Regions from separate parts of the Gossypium hirsutum genome. Here region 1 is linked to region 2. A link is a contact called in public Hi-C data. All regions are on one chromosome and are shown on one strand. Each heading gives the region's core, a stretch centred on a gene start, on an enhancer-like site or on the middle of the called end of the contact. The rest is flanking DNA. Distances are from core to core; before and after follow the strand shown.

Evidence for each region. Hi-C and Micro-C count contacts between places; a contact is called where the count stands out from the background.
Region 1: a contact with region 2 is called in a Hi-C map of leaf, with 2.7 times the contacts expected there. The contact joins the promoter of LOC107952361 here to the promoter of LOC107916662 in region 2. A contact is called at or near these places in 4 of 34 Hi-C or Micro-C datasets (callus, hypocotyl and leaf).

The regions. Positions count from the first base shown.
Region 1 is chrA01:9,210,159-9,214,086 of Gossypium_hirsutum_v2.1, forward strand. LOC107952361 (G-type lectin S-receptor-like serine/threonine-protein kinase SD1-1) reads left to right here and starts at 1,350. Exons shown (of 7, transcript XM_041075846.1): 1 at 1,350-2,770; 2 at 2,854-2,985; 3 at 3,126-3,247; 4 at 3,342-3,552; 5 at 3,647-3,884. The coding sequence starts at 1,489.
Region 2 is chrA01:8,922,530-8,926,794 of Gossypium_hirsutum_v2.1, forward strand. LOC107916662 (diacylglycerol kinase 5) reads right to left here and starts at 1,944. Exons shown (of 13, transcript XM_016845986.2): 1 at 1,609-1,944; 2 at 214-421; 3 at 6-128. The coding sequence starts at 408.

The DNA.
Region 1 (3,928 bases), core at 100-2,599, 290 kb after region 2:
GCAAGGGGGAGAGTTGACAACCTTGCTTAAGTCCTCGATTGATAGACAATCAATAGGTGGGAGAACCATTAACTAAAATATAAACGGAAGCTGTTGATATGCACGTGTAAATCCTTGATCACCAACGCGCCCCGAAGCCCATTATTTGCATAACAAAGTCCAAAAAGGCCCAATCAATTGTGTTGTAGGCCTCGTTGAAGCACCCAGAAAAGCAACTAATTGATGCATTAGTGGCTCATTAAAAGTAAAAAACTAATAGTTTTTATCATTTTAATTTTTATTTTTTTTAAGTTAAAATTTGATCTTATATATTTTAAAAAGAGTCAAATTATTATTATTTTAACTAAATTACTTTCTAAACCATTAAAATTTTAAATATGATAATCTGCATAGCAATTTACATGTATTTAATACTACTTTTTTATATTTTTTATGAACTATTTATATATAATTTTTATTTTTTTGAATCTTTTGTAATTTTATAATTATTTCATAAAGTACACATAAATTACTATATAGGTTACCACATCAACATCATTAAAAAGTTAATATTTTAATAAATATTTTTATTAAAAAAATATGATTTGACTTCTTTTAAAAAATAAGAGTTAATTTAATTTAAAAAAATAAAAATTAAATTGATAGAAAAAATATAAACATTAAAAGATAAAATTATCATTATATTTTTTCTGAAAAAAATGCAAGGGTTAATAATCAATTAAATGCTTGTCCTATTGGAAAACAGGGGTAGACCCTAGATGTTACTGTTGGACCTGACAGGCCAACTAATGGCATTAAATTTGCTGTCAAAGTGGAGAGAAGGTGAAGGATTTGATCAATTCAATTGAAAATTTATAATTACATAGAAAGTGGAGTTGATAATTTGACAATTCTTAGGAACATTTAACAATGAGATATTAGTCGCAAAAGCATATGCCTGTACAAGCTCCGACGCATCAAGGGTTCTAGATACCTTAAAAAAGAAAACTGGGTAACTTTTTAAAGTTAATGTATAGTTGAAAGCAATTATTGTAATGAAATAGGTACAAATCTGCATTATAATCCATTTAAGAGTAAATGTTATTTGCCTTGCAATTTTCTTTATATGCCTGCAGTTGTCAAGATTGAAGTTTGTTTGAGAGCCCATTTGCATCAATGTGTTTTTGGATAAGCTTAGACATTATAGTTAAATGGAAAGGTGGTTATTTTATATCAGCATCATGCATTAATTTTTCATTAAATGCATGAAAAAGTTGATCAAGTCTACGTTGATTCCATGTGGGAGCCTGGTAGGCTAATTAACACTGATTTGTATAAGTGGATTGAGATATTTATTAAATGCTTGGCACTCTTCAGAAAATAGAATTTGCATTGAATCTTCATTGAACTACTAAAATTATTAAGGTCTGCTTTAAGCTCTCGGGCTGATAAATGCAGCTTATTCTCTTTTTTTTTTTTTTTAAGATATCAGTAGTTTCATATTGAATTATGGAGAGAAAATCAACTGAAGGTTTTGGAAGGTGTTTTTTGTTGGCTTATATGCTAGTATTTGTCTTGGCAGCCTCTGCTGCAACAGATAATATTACTCCAGGCCGATCTATCAGAGATGGGGAAGCTCTAGTTTCAAGTGACGAAACTTTTGAATTGGGATTCTTCAGTAGCCCAGTTAATTCAACAACACGTTACCTAGGAATATGGTACAAAGTTTCTCCTGAGACTGTCGTTTGGATAGCCAACCGCGAGGCTCCTCTTCTCGATCATTTCGGAGTTTTAAATGTCACTAAGGAAGGTAGTATTATTCTCCAGGATAAGAAAACTGGCATTATATGGTCATCCAATAGAACAAGAACTGCTGAAAATCCAGTTCTGCAGCTCTTGGACTCTGGAAATCTTGTCGTAAAAGATGGAAACGACAGCGGCTCGGCAAACTTATTATGGCAAAGCTTTGATTATCCTTGTGATACCTTACTGCCAGGGATGAAGCTTGGGAAGAGTTTCATTACAGGAATGAACTGGTCTCTATCATCTTGGAAGGGCCTCAATGATCCTGCCCCAGGCCGGTTTTCGGCCTTGATAGAACCCGAGGGGTTTCCCCAGCTAGTTGTGAGAAATGGAAGTGCAATCTTTTACAGAGGAGGGTCATGGAATGGGGAAAGGTTTACGGGGACTCCTGATCTAAAACAGGTTGAATCATCTAACCTATTCAAGTTTACATTTGAGTTGAATAAGAATGAGGTGTACTACAGAGGTGAGCCCTATCCTTCATTGATTTCAAGGTTAGTTGTGAATCAATCAGGCTTTTTGCGGCGCCTAGTGAGAACGAAACAATCGCAATCTTGGATTGAGATCTATTTTGCTCCTCTCGATGAATGCGACCATTATGCTGTATGTGGTCCATATGCTAGCTGCAGCACCAACAACTGTGCTTGTTTGGATGGATTTGAACCAAAGTACCCTACAGAGTGGGATCATTCAAAATGGTCTGGCGGATGCGTTCGAAAGACTGAATTGGCTTGTCAAAATTCTGTCTTTACGAAGTATAATGGGTTGAAATTACCTGACACATCGAATTCTTCTTTTGATGCAAGCATGAGCCTTAAGGAATGCCAAGAGAAGTGTTCAAAGAACTGCTCTTGCATCGCCTATGCAAATTCAGATATCAGAAATGGAGGTAATGGATGCTTGCTGTGGTTCGGTGACCTTATTGATATGAGAATATACCCTGACGGTGGGCAAGATCTCTACGTACGGATGGCCAATTCAACATTAGGTATCATCTCGAATTTAAACCGATTATTTTTTATCATAACCGTTCGAGAAGCTAATTGTTCAGTTACAATTCTGATGTTTCAGGTCACCTCGTTGCAAGCAAAAACTTGAGTAAAAACAAGATAGTAGCCATTATTGTAATCGCGGTCATATTAGTTGGACTGATTTTGGGAGGATTAATTTTCTTCTTGAGATGGAAGAAACTCAGAAAGCAAGGTAAGTAACTAAGTTTAGGAACTAATGTCTATCAATTACGAGAAATGAAGCTCTATTGATGTTTGATACGTATTTATTATTATTTGATCATTTGGTTTTGATAGTAGAGATTTTTACTTCAATTTGATTAATGTATAAAGCTGAAGGTGGAAAGGATGACATGGAGTTACCGGTATTTGATTTAAGCACCATTGTGAAAGCCACTGATAACTTCTCCGATGATAATAAGCTAGGACAAGGTGGTTTTGGACCTGTTTACAAGGTAAATTTAAGAAAATATACCCAGATGAGCTATCCCTTTTTTTTGGGGAATGAGGAAAATGTGAATGTTAAGCCTTTCAAATGATGATTTCCAGGGTACCTTGCCTGAAGGGCAAGAAATAGCAGTGAAGAGACTTTCAAAAAGTTCTGGACAAGGATTGGAAGAGTTTAAAAACGAAGTCGGATTGATTGCTAAGCTTCAGCATCGCAACCTTGTGAGGCTTCTCGGTTGTAGCATTCCAGGAGATGAAAAGATGTTGATCTACGAGTACATGCCCAACAAAAGCTTGGATTACTTTATTTTCGGTTTGATCCTCGAACCACATTTTTTCTGAAATACTTTCTCTGAGGATTTAATCAGTCGAAGCACTAATGTTTATTTTGATGAGACAATAATCAGATCAAACAAAAAGCGAATTACTAGACTGGAGAAGGCGAATGCACATCATCGATGGGATTGCCCGAGGACTTCTTTATCTTCATCAAGACTCTAGACTAAGGATTATACATAGAGATCTCAAAGCCAGCAATGTGTTACTAGACAGTGATATGTGCCCCAAAATTTCAGACTTTGGCATGGCAAGAACAATTTGGGGTGATCAAACTGAGGCAAACACTAACAAAATCGTTGGAACTTAGTATGTAGTGTAAACATACTCTAACTTGAACCAAATGCCTAATT
Region 2 (4,265 bases), core at 694-3,193:
CTCACGATTATTCTCAAGCTACTCTCAATAGCTGAAGCAAAACCATCTCCACGCTGCTTAAGTGATCCCAAAGTGGCATAAATTTGGTGTAGCACCTTATCAGGTTTCGTCTCTCCCAAATCAAAAACCTGAAGATCAATCAGTCGAGTTTAATTCAAAAGGTGGATCTTTATAGTCACACTTGCATTATCCTTTAAGGCAGGAAGATAATACCTGGTTGGTGTTAAGAACAGAACGATATGTAGAAAGAAGATTCCCTCCAAGCTGTCCACCACTTTTGGAGTTGATAAAGACTAAGACTGGACAAGAAGGTACACACGGTGGTTTCTTTGCTTCTGATTCAGGAACAAGTATATAATTTGGGATGTAGTATTCACTCAATATATGGTTCAACATACTATCGCCCATGATTGTGTCCCAACTGCAGGTCATATATGTAAGGAAAGATAAAAAAGTTAGAATACTGCTACAAGTACACAGTTATCATGCTGGTGTATCAACCCTGTGCATCAGTATCAAAAGCTATGCAACATAAACTTGCTGAAAAACATATCGATAGGCCAAAAAAACTTAAGCCACTCTTTGAGCACCTTAGAACTGCCATGAAAATCCTTTCTCCTTTTAGCTTAGATAGAATTATGGTGGGAAAGATAAATGCATAAAAACTAGAAAACAAATATAGCTAAGCATGCAATTCTTATTGCATTGCACCAAAGATAATGACATAATCAACTAAATTTGGGAATTCAATCGAACAGGGAGAAGATTCCAATATGCGCTGATCTAAACAATGGAATGAGCAGAAGCTAAACCCGACTATCACTTTAACTTAATTAAACTAAATTAAATTAAACCATATGCATTAATAATTAGCAACAAACAACAGTTAAACCTTCTAGAAAAAAAACTACGAATATCTCTAGCCATGAGCTGCGATTCCAAGGACAATTCTACCAAGCCCTTTCCAGGGAAAAATGACAAATTTCTAATCAATGCCATTCTTCTCAAACAAAAAAAGGATCAGAGAAAACAAAACTATAATATGCAACACAAGTTAAACGTAAATCATTAAATTTATGCTTAGTTCCACTTCGTTGACCCTCAGTTTTCTCTCTATCATACACTGAACCAGCTGATATAAGCTAAAGAGAACACATAAATGAACTGAAAATCTTCAAAACAAAGAAAAAAAGAAAAACTAAATTCAAATAAGCATTTCTTTTTCGCTCATTTCGCTCGCTCTTTAACTCCTCCTTCAGAAAACAATTAAAGAAAGCTCAAATCTCTCAAAATTCAAAATTCTTTGTTTCTCTTGGCTTTTCCTTCACTTCCCTCTCTTCTATCATGAAACATATACGAAAACTAGCTCAAAATTCTCAAATGCGTGCTTCCCCTGTTTTTCCCTCCTTTTTTTTTTCTCTCTTCAACAATAGTAATAATAACGCAAAAAAAGAGAGGAAAATATCTAATACACGTCTTCTTTTGGCTCTAACTTTTGGTTTTAAATAAATCAAACAGAATCAAAGCAAGAAATATCTACGTTCTTCATACAAATAAATGTACACAAGTTTAAATTATAAAAAGAAAAAAGAAGCAATGATGCTTTACTTGATGAAGAAAGAAACAGTAACGTACTGCAGAGGAAGATAAGGAAGATAACCCGTAGGAATCAATCAAAGCTGGAGATTGAAAAAGCAAATCAACAAGTCTTCATCGTCTTTTTGAAACTTTTTTTAATCGCAAATATTCGAAACGCGGATCGGTTGGGAGATGAGATCAAGTGTGAATCAGAAGACAAATAACTAAAGTGCAAATAAATAAGAAATTACAAACAAAGAAGGGAGAAGCTTCGGTTTTCCCTATCGTTCCAGTGGCAGCCGTCGTCCTTTTTTGTCTTAAATTGTCGTCGTTTTAGACGTTTTACCATTTCAAATGTGTTTGGCCAACTGACAAAATGGAACGACCCCGGGGTACGACCATTTAAGTCGTTAACCAACGCTTAGTGATTCGATGCGGCCGGGTCCAGTACTTACTGAAAAGGAAGAGAACGGGAGAGTGACGCGTCATCTAAGGGCGGAAATCGGGAAAGATGATTGGTTGATTTAGTTTGGGACAGTAACGAGTAGGCAGAGTGAATTGGAAAAAACATCCAATGAAGTCGTTAGGATATATCAGATATGCCATTTTCCTATTCAAAAAATTTATTTATATTCTTAAGAAAAGTCATAAAAAAAAGAAAGAGTCTTAACTATTTATTGAGTTTTTTAAATATATTATTTTATTTTAAGGTTAATATTTGATATATTATTATCGAATTTTTTTAATTTTACAAATAAAATAAAAATATTATCACATGTCTTATTCCTTTTGTAATTTTAGTATGAGTATGTGTTACATTTTAAATTTTATCTGTGGAATTTAAGATTTTCAAAATAAATAATAAAATGATTTAAACAAATTTTTGGGATTTTAAAAATTCATTAATAATTTTTATAAGAAATAAATGATATTTTGTGAAGATAATGCAATGATTTCATACAACATTTTCTGGTAGTGTAGTTTTGAGTTGATTTTAACCGAAAATCTGAAATGAGGGAATGAAGTGGCGACTTCGTTCTTGTTATTACATTTTCTTTTTTTTGTTTATGGTTGTCACTTTCAAGATCCCTTCAATTTGAGCCAACGATGGGCCCATAAATTTGTTAGATAAGCCTCTTTTCTCTATCTAAGAAATGGCCCAATCTATTTGTTTCCAAACTTTTGGATAAAAGTGTTCATATATTGAATTTGACAGTCATCTTGAAATTTTGGACTTAACTAGGGATAAAAACAAAACAAATTCGATGGGTTTTTTTCGAAATCGGATTCCGATGGGTGAAATTTTAAAAAAAGATTTTGTTGGGTTTTGATGAAAGTTGGATTTGAGGTGATATCCAAGTTATTTATAAAAATGCCCTTAAAATCTATCTACTTATATTTAAGGAGTTAATAAGTTAGTGTCACCCTTCAATCATATTTCAATTCAATTGAGCAATTATTAAAATCATTCTTTCATAAAATAATAACCATTATTGTAGGGATATTTTTGTTTTTTTTAAATCATGTGAAATCTAGAAAATGTGCTTTATGGGATCTACATTCAAAACATCATATTTTTCATTGTCTTTTATCATTTCAACTAAAACTTTATTGGAAAATATTTGGTACCAATGGATCTTTTAGACTCCACAAACAAGGTCAAAGGATTGACAAGTGTCCGATAGAGTTATAGTAAAATATTAAAAATAATAAATATTTAAAAAAAGAATACACGTGACATTTTTTTAATGAAAGAAATATGAAAAAAAAATCACTGGGATTAGGTGATATGGTAAATGTCTCTCTTACCTTAACCAGTGGTCATGATTCAATTTTCACCCTAAATATGAAGCAACTTTAAAACTCGTAGTCAATGTCTATTCTTTTAAAAGACTTACAAAATGCTGATAATTAATCATTAAGCTCACTCCAATAAATACCTAACAATATAGTAACCATCATGTTGAAAGTATTGACATGCTTAAGATTCAAGCACTATGAAAACCATTCTCTATTTTTGAAGTTAGAGGTATAAACTCGGTTTACAGCGGAGAACACTTCTAAATTTGGACTACATACCTTCCATTACACTTCATTCAAGGAGCCAAGTAATTCATTGTTATTCCTTATCTATTATTGGTAATAATAGTTTTTAATGATAATTTTTTTTGGTACATTCAAAATTTTCCTTGGATCAATCAAGTCTTGATATCTTTTATCCAAAATCCAATAATCTCAGTTGAATTATTATATTGATACTAAAATCCCAGTTGAATTATTAGAATAATGCTAAAATCCCACCAACACAATTTGAAATTATTTTTTTGAAGGACAATATATACAGTGGAAAGACAAAATATATATATATTTCTCTTGAATAATTGGCCAATGTGCATCAGCAAGTCTTTGTTTACAAATGGGAATGATAAGGAAGCAAGTTCCATGCATTGGACTAATCTTTACCTAATGAATATAATATTACAAATAATTAAAAGGAATAAACTCCTTTTTCTAACCAATAATTAATATTTTCTGTATGTGCCAAAATTTAGATACATAAAGGTAGGATTATTATTGTTTAAAAAAATTTTGAGTTAATTGTTTTGGTAAATTATTATAATCATACACTAAAGTCTCAGTTAAAGACAAGCTTTAAGCTTGCTTAGTCTTAAAGGAAATAGCTAGGT